Linked DNA regions of Arabidopsis thaliana: region 2 is linked to region 1. A link is a contact called in public capture Hi-C data. All regions are on one chromosome and are shown on one strand. The core of a region is the stretch at or near the end of the contact, and the rest is flanking DNA. Distances in the headings are between cores, read along the strand shown.

Region 1 (4,607 bases), core at 1,758-4,257:
GATGTAGACTACCATTTTATTCGAGGGCAGATTCAGAATGGAGTTTTGCGCGTTGTTCATGACAACACCAACGATCATCTTGTTGACGCATTAACTAAACCGTTACCAAGAGCAAGATTCCTTAACTTTCGAGACAATATTGGCGTTGCCCTTGCACCTCCATCTTGAGGGGGGGTGTCAAGAATATTCAAAGATCCTCCATTATGATTAGAATGTTTTATTGATTCGATTATAGAATCCGTTGTAATTACCATTCTCTAGAATTAATATTTCTTTGTAAACACTATATATTCCTCTATACATTTTAAGGGTGATTGGATTAGACTTTTAAAACTTACGAAGTTTTTGAATGTTTTCAATGCTTTTTTCAATCAATTTATTTTGTCTTTCATATATTTTAAAGCTTTTGAAGTTTCTTTTTTATTTTTTACTCCTGTTTTCATATATTTTTATAAGTGGGGTATATGTGACCTTAGAAATAAATAAATAAAAAGCTTATACTAGTTTTCTTCTTTTCTTCTTCCCAATATTTATATAAACTCTCATAACATTCACAAATAAATTAATTTTTGAAAAATTTTAATTGATTTGTAACCGATTTTTTTTTGTTCTTTTAAGATCCATTTTCCCATATATTTGATAGTTATTTAAAATCGTAATTTTTATAGTCACAATCTTTACCAAGAGTATAAAATTTATGCAGTTAAAGTCTTTATAGCAAAAGTTTCTACAGCGAAAGTTCTTACCGTCAAAATCTTTACAACAACAATTAACAGTCGTTATCAATCCTCCCCTCTATTGGTAATATACAATTAATTATCATTCTCTAGAGAGAATAGCCAAAAAAAACTCAAAGATAGAAGAGAAGAGACATGATAGAACATAGAGAAAAGATGGTGGTCAAGAAGAAAAGGAAAGAAAAGAGACAAGGAGAGGAAACATCGGAGAAAACTAAGAGAAGGAAGCTCGACGATCAAAAACTTCAAAAAATAGCTAAAAAAAATAGTTAAAATTTTCTATTTTAAAAACTCTTTGCTTTTTTCAGGTTTCTCGAAATTTGTATCTGAGAGAGTCCCTTACCTACGCTTTTGAGAGAGTCTAGTTATTTTTTTCCATTTTAAACATTTAGGTGCTATATTCTTACACCCCACATTCAAGCATTCGATTTCAAAATCCAATCTACGTTAAGTAATATTATATGTCAGTTCAAATCCATTAAAAACTCAAATCCAATAACGTCCTCTTAGCAACATTTGTATGTGGGTTATTCACATAAAGCGTCTTTATTAACAGATAGAATATCCTTAAATATTAGTTTGAAATACTATGGATATTCTTCATGTATCTAGAAGAATCCCATAACATATTGTATCTAGAAGACTTTCAATATCTTTCACGGTATTAGAGCGCAGCTCTTTCTAAATCGCTTCTTTTCTGATTAAATCTTTTTCTTTTCTCTTTCTCGTCCTCTATTCTCTTCCTGTTTTCTCCAAATTCTTTCAATGGCCGACGCAGTCAATCCCTCTAACAAGATCTATGGAGTCTCTAACATCAAGTCTCACATCTCTGTGATTTTTGATATTGAAAAAAAACAACTAAGATACGTGGAGAGAACTTTTTCTCACCCACTGTCTCAGCTTTGACGTTCTCGGACACATCGACGACACTCTCCTCCCAGCCGATGACAATGATCTCGTGTGGCAGAAACGTGATGGGATTGTAAAGCTTTGGCTTCATGGTACCCTCACCCCAAAGCAGTTTCAAGGCTCATTCATTTCCGGATCGACGTCACGTGATATCTGGTTATAGATTTTTGTTAAATAAGCCAAATTATTCAGACTGTTAAATGGTTTGATTAAACCGATAATTTTTCCGTTAGATAACTTAACAATTCAGCGATGTAACTTATTTAGTAAAATCAACAAAAAAAATTAGGTTGAATTACATTGATTTTGTTTCTTTTATTTAAGAAGGAGTGAACCCAAGAATTGTTCTTTTAATATATTATTAGTAATTGAACTGAAAATGTTGAATTTCTAAACAATAATAAGAAGGAGATAATATACAATAAAATTAGAAATTTAATTCAATTGAGATCAAAAAGTTCGTTTACATCTGAGTTTCCTGCTTTTTGATGGATATTTTTTCTTATGGTTTTGATCCGATCAAAAACCTTATTATATTTCATATGAATTTGTAAGTTCATTCGGACCATCAATCCTGTTCACGAACAAATCAAGTTTGACCATCGATGACGACTTTCATTCCGGCATTAGTCCATGGAATTGTTTTCTTTTCTTTTTAACAAAATCAGTAATTATATTAGTTATTATTTTAAAAATTTAGCACATTATATTGAGATATCGAAACGCTATAAATCTTTTTTGGTCAACATTTGGACCACAACTGGCCGACCCATTAGCCAATTCACTACAAATTGTAGGGAGCGGGACTTGATCTCTAGTGTGATGGTGCCTGTCTTCAGTGGACTTATCTCTATTAATCCCGAAATAAATAAACCTCATAATAAATTTTTTTATGAAAGCCTACCATAGTTAATTTATGGCACTCTACGCGTGCTTGATTATTTTTTGTTTTCTTTAGGATATTTCATATTTCCCATATAATATAAAAATATTAAAAAAATCATCAAACTAAATTAGTTATGGTTTTTTTAACTAATTACCAAATTAGTTATGGCTACACGAATGAGTTCCACAAAAAATGTTTGGATTTGTAGCTTACCAGATTATGTTGTCGGTTTGGTTAGAGATAGAGCATTGCATCTAACCTGTGTTTTTTTTGTGGCTTTTCCCATTAAAAAGAAAACGATATGTCTCGAGAGAGTTGCCTTTAATTAATTCAATTCCTCTGCTTTCATATACAGTACTACAAAAGCCTAACCACATGCATTTCCTATATATTGCCTCTTCGAGAACAAAATGTTATTCACTCCAAATACAAAGGAAAACAGAAACGTAGCCAAAAAAAAAAAAAAAAGAAGACAATGATAAAGTCTATCTTACTATGTTTCTTCTTCCTTTTCCCTCTCCTTTTAACCCTCTTTAAGAAGCTTTTACCTTCGAAATGGAAGCTTCCTCCCGGACCTACAGGTCTTCCGATCATCGGAAACTTGCACCAAGCTTGGAAGATTGCTTCATAGTTCTTTTCACAAGCTCTCTTTAGAACATGGACCAGTGATGCTTCTCCGTTTCGGGGTCGTCCCGATGGTTGTTATCTCTTCCAAGGAAGCAGCTAAACAAGTTCTAAAGTCTCGCGATCTAGAGACATGCTCCCGACCTAAGCTGGTTGCGAACGGGTTGTTTACTCGCAACTTCAAAGACATTGCTTTCGCTCAGTATGGTGAGGACTGGCGAGAGATGAAAAAGCTCGTGGGGCTTGAGCTCTTCAATCCAAAGAAGCACAAATTTTTCAGGTATATCAGAGAGGAAGAGGGTGACTTGCTGGTCAAGAAACTATCCAAATCTTCTCAAACACAAACTTTAGTGGATTTGAGAAAAGCCTTTTTCTCCTTCACCGCGGGTATCATATTTAGAGTCTCCTTTGGACAGAACTTCCGCGAGTGCGATTTCATCGATATGGACAGACTTGAAGAGTTGGTGCAAGAGTCAGAGACCAACGTATTCAGCTTCGCATTCACTGACTTCTTCCCAACGGGTCTCGGTTGGCTTGTAGACCGGATCTCCGGTCAACATTCGAGGATCGAGAAAGCCTTTTCAAAACTCACCAAGTTCTTTCAACATGTAATCGATGAGGAGTTGAAGATTGGACAATCCCAAGATCACTCAAACCTCGTCAGTTCCATGTTGGATATGATCAATAGATCCACTGAATACGGTTCTTTCAAGATCACTTCTGATCATCTCATAGCAATGATGACGGTGAGTGCGAATAATCTCTTAGTTAGTACCATTCTTTTAGGTTCTGTAACTTAAGCAGAGAAGTTATAGCTTGGTTAGAAAGTTAACTCGCAATATAGACATAATTAATTGTCTTGTACTTCTACATCTATTTTCTAATTTATTTTTGTTTTCTCTTAAATTTAGAACCTAAACTACGTATGTCATTTAATCAGGACATAGTTTTGGGGGGAGTGAACGCAGGAACAATCACAATGATATGGACGATGACAGAGCTAACCAGACATCCAAGAGTGATGAAGAAACTCCGAGAAGAGATTCGAGCAACACTTGGACCCAACAAAGAGAGAATCACAGAAGAAGATCTAGAGAAAGTTGAGTACTTGAAGTTGGTGATCAAAGAAACTTTCAGATTACATCCACCAGGTCCTTTCTTGCTCCCAAGACAAGTAATGTCCGACATAGAGATTCAAGGCTACCACATTCCCAAGAACGCACATATCAAGATCAGCACTTACGCCATAGGACGTGATCCCAAATGTTGGACTAATCCTGAAGAATTCAATCCTGAGAGGTTTGCAAATACCTCAATCAACTACAAAGGTCAGCATTACGAGCTTTTACCCTTTGGAGCCGGTCGTAGGAGCTGTCCTGGTATGACTTTGGGAATCACCATTCTTGAGCTAGGCCTTCTTAACATTCTTTACTACTTCGATTGGAGTTTAC
Region 2 (4,429 bases), core at 210-2,709, 60 kb after region 1:
GCAAAAAGACAGGACCTTACTTAGGTTTCTTTTCATTCTCTTTTTAGATGTTGTTAAATGTGCAACGACATTTTCTAGTTTTATGAGTCTGTCGTGAGAGGTCACTTTCTATTATTATAATTTTAAAACAATTAGCAGATAAATACCGTTATAATTATAATTCTAAAAAATATTAAATCTATTGGGCATTGGACTAAAGACTGTGCCTAATGTCTATCAACCAATATTTGGAGACAAGAAAGTGTTTAATTTGATTATTATTGTAAGAACTTTTGAGTCAAAAAGTGGATTTCTTGATCTTAAAAAAGGGCTTTCTACATGCCAAGAAAGGAAGATTTAAAGCCAATAAAATAAAATAAAACCTTGATTTTGTGCCCTAAGGGATCCAATTCATAATATAATATTAATATTAGAGTTACTATGCCCAAATGTTGTACAAAGATTACACAAACGAGATGGGGTTGTATGGTCTCCTTAGAGGATCCAAAAATAGACATTAAAAGGTATCAAAAGTAGACGAGAGAACAATGAAAAAGAAATAAACTTATTGGGTAAAAATGGAAGACAAAAAGTTTCTAAATACATAAAAGAAAAACAAAGTCCCCAAACTATATGATATGTGAAAGAGACATCAAATTAATGTCGTCTTGTTAGACATAAAAGTTGGACTTGGACCCATCATAGAAACACAGAAAGGGCGGTTACCTTTCCAAAGGTCAGTTTTTTTTTTTTTTTGTCTCTTCAGAATCCCAACCTTACAAACTAATATCACATTCAATCGAATTGAAGTAACATCATCACTTAATTATGATCTAAAGAGTAAGAATTCGTTATACCAAAAAGAATTAGAACGGCAGAATCAAATCTAAGCTTAGAAACAACTAAAGTACAAGACACTTGAAACAAGCAGTACATTTGACTAGACCAAGATTGTGTCCCTCCACTTAAGTTATTATAGACCCACGACTACTTTGACTTTGTTTTGTCTGCATAAGATCTATGTCTCACTATTTTCAAGTTCAAATATAAGCTAATAAACGAATTCAGATAGTGTAACGAAAATATTACTTTACTACCTGAAGTACATATATATATAGAGAGACACGAGATAATTGATGTGTCTCGACCGTTACAAAACTAAAAGAAGGTATTCAAAGAACGTTAGAACTGACCCGAAAAACGTTGGCAAGAGCCGGAGCTGCGGCGAGGAGGCCGGCGGATGTGGAAGCGTTAACGGCAACTTGAACGGCGAGAGATTCAAGAAAAGGCTCCGGCCAAACATCGTTGGCTCCGCGGCGAGGGCGGGATGGAGATGGGGCCTCGAAAACGCCGCCGCTTCCACCGGCTCCGTTGTCGGAAGAAGAGGAGGAGGTAGACATGAGACGAGAGGGGTTATAAGAGGAACAGGGGAAGAAGAAGAAGCGGAGAGAGGAGAAAGAATGGTGGGGGAGAGAGGAAACAAAGGACAAAAAGTGTAGATAAAGACATACTTCTCCGAGGTGGGGGACCCAGGTTGTGAAGGTATGTTTTTTTCCTATTTTTATTTTCTTTTGTCAAGATTTGTTATTATTTGTTTTTGTTTATTCTTAATAGATGCAGATTTGTTTGTGAAATAGCTTCAATTTTATATTTTTTAGGAAAAGTATTGGTTCAGTATGGTGACATATTTCAAAATTTCTTTCTTTTGATATGCAGATTTTGAATTATAATGGCAATATAACAGCTATATTATTATAAATCACTAGATTTATATTTTGACGATTTTTTATATTTAAAATAGTGTTATATATCATTAAGAATTCAACAATATATTTGCTAAGTTTATTTCCTTCCGCGAACATTAGTAAATTTTTTGTATATGGTAAACTATTGGCTAAACACAAATATTTGTAGATCGATCCATTTTAAAAATGAGAAATAAAATAATATGTATACGCAAAAAATTTGTCAGAGAGATCAAACTCGTAGCACCAAATCTCGACTTTCATACCAGTAGTAAAAACTTTTAAAGCATAGTTTAACATATTTTTTTTTCCCAACATACTATTGTCATTATAAGTAAATAATTTTTGGAAATCTGGTTAAGCATATTCTTATCATTACAATCCTCAAACCTAGAATTCGCCATATTCTGTCATCACAAAACTTAACCCTACTTTTTCTCATATTGCAGCTATCACGATCCTCAAAACCACGGTTCATCGTGAACTTTAGTCCAAACTCATCACAAACCAACACATGAGCATGCGATGCTTTTAAGTTTATTCCTCAATCTAAATATAGAAATATTTACATTTTCTGAAAATTATTCATATATATAGTGCTTTTATATAATTACAATTAACATTTTTGATTAGTATTTTTTAGTTAAAACATTTTTATTCTTTTTTAATTAAAAATAATTAACGAAATAATGATGAATCACGTTATTAAGAGAGAAAAAAAAATAAAGCCACATTATTAACGTCACTAAGAGGAACATTTTGGTTTTCCTCCCAGACATTGTTCATCTTGGGAAAAAAAAATGTCTTCTCTTTTACTAGGTGTTTATCCGAAAACGAAGAAAACCTATTTCTCGTGGCTATTCTCTCTTTCTCTCGTCTCTTCCGCCCGAAACTTTTAACGTCGTTGTCATCGAGTCACATTTCGTCTCAACTCAACTTGTTTCGATATGTGTCAAATCTTTATTTCGATTTTTCCGACAATAATCAGACATCTAAGTTCAATAGCAAGTGATTCCCATGATTAAAACCATTTTCTAAAACCACTGTTATGATATTGATGGTTTTTATCGACGCTTATTACGGCTGATTTTTGCCGTCGATTTACATATGGTGGCTGATTTGTTATTTCTATTCGATTTGATGGCTGAGTTATTGTATGCTTTAGGACTGATTTATGATTTATTAATGCATATGTGGTTGAGTTTGTTTTGTGTTGTGGCTTGGTTACTGTATGTTTTATGACTGATTTATGATTTATCAATGCATATGTGGCTAGGTTTGTTTTATGTTGTGGATGAGTTATTGTATGTTTGACTGAGTTATGATTTATCAATGCATCTGTGGCTAAATTTGTTTTATGTTGTGGCTGAGTTAATGTATGGTTATGGCTGATTTATGGTTTATTAGATGGCTAAGGTTATTTCTGAAGAACAAGCAAAGGATTACCCTCTAAGAATTTACGCAGAAGGAGAGTCTAATCTAGAGAATAAACTCATTAATCACAATATCAAGATGACATATTTCTATGGGATTTAGAGAATTAGTATGATAAGATGTGTGGGATCAAATGAAGGAGGCACCTATTGGAATAATTACTAAGTTATCGAATAGTCAATTCGTGTGGTCTCGTAAGACTGTACATTTTCTATTAAGTAGACAGTTAATAATACTTTTGAAGGAGATTTGGTGTCTCGTTGGTTAATGCTATAAAGATGTTGAGGCCTATTGGAAAGTCGTACACCATCAGTGGTATGGTTTTCATGTTACAGGCTTGGGCATATGATTCAGTCAAATGCTTTGGAGAGCGATATAGGAACGTAGTCAATAAGGATGAAATATCGTTGCTTAGATGGGGTGGAAACCGTACACGTACAACAATGGAATTTGATGTAGGTCAAATTGCTCTAAGTTTACTCCCTCAAATAAGAGATCGTCGTTAGTACTTAAGGGTAAAATTCCACAAAACTCTTTTGTTCACACAATAGGCTAAAGTATCAAAATCAAGCTAGATAGATGATAAGAAAATAAAAAGAAAGCAAGTAAGTAGATAGTGGATTGTGAAGTTGTAAGACAAGATAATAAAAACGTTAGGTTTAGGGTATTCTCAGGAAATAGATGATAAGAGATATAGAAATAGCTAGGATGTTATCGAATCGTTCTTAAACTCAAACCCTAATTACAGAATAAGCGGTGGTTCGCCGTGCTACTCAATATGCCTAGGGCTAAAGATTCCCAGCGGTCGCTTGGCAAATCCCTATATTAAGACATGCATGATAAACGAGTTTGATAAGTTCACCTAAATAGATAGGCCGATTCTTATTTCACATCTATAAACTTGGCTCATCAAATAGTATTTCTGGTAACATATACCTTTTTGGGCATACCTATTATTTAAGATTAAGTTCTAATTAGTTACTCTAGAACTAGCATTAAGAATAACCAAAGATGAAAAATCCTACATATATCCTAGCAGGTGAACAATCTACTAAATCATCTAAATCCCTAATGAGAAACCCTAACCCTAACAAGTAGACTACTCATACATGATGGATGAAACAAACAACATTTATGAATGAGAAAGCATAAACAAAATCAATAAGAAGAAAGAGTTAGAAAATATCTCTTCGGTATTATTGAAATCTCTGATAAAACTCAGAAAAATGAATCCAATGTATAAATAGCTTATAAAATGCTTTAGAACAAGT

The links. Capture Hi-C pulls out chosen DNA fragments and counts their contacts.
Region 2: a capture Hi-C map of seedling shows a contact between it and region 1, with 2.7 times the contacts expected there. The contact joins the promoter of SAP here to the promoter of CYP71B8 in region 1. A contact is called at or near these places in 7 of 26 Hi-C or Micro-C datasets (callus, rosette leaf, seedling and 1 more) and 3 of 3 other capture datasets (root, seedling and shoot).

Annotation. Positions count from the first base shown.
Region 1 is chr5:13,878,215-13,882,821 of TAIR10.1, forward strand. CYP71B8 (cytochrome P450, family 71, subfamily B, polypeptide 8) reads left to right here and starts at 3,008. Exons shown (of 2, transcript NM_148037.2): 1 at 3,008-3,902; 2 at 4,097-4,607. The coding sequence starts at 3,201. It overlaps AT5G05265 (a long non-coding RNA gene), which reads right to left and starts at 1,987. Exons shown (of 1, transcript NR_142822.1): 1 at 1,671-1,987. It also overlaps the pseudogene AT5G35710.
Region 2 is chr5:13,939,408-13,943,836 of TAIR10.1, forward strand. SAP (Transducin/WD40 repeat-like superfamily protein) reads right to left here and starts at 1,460. Exons shown (of 2, transcript NM_122968.2): 1 at 1,173-1,460. The coding sequence starts at 1,379.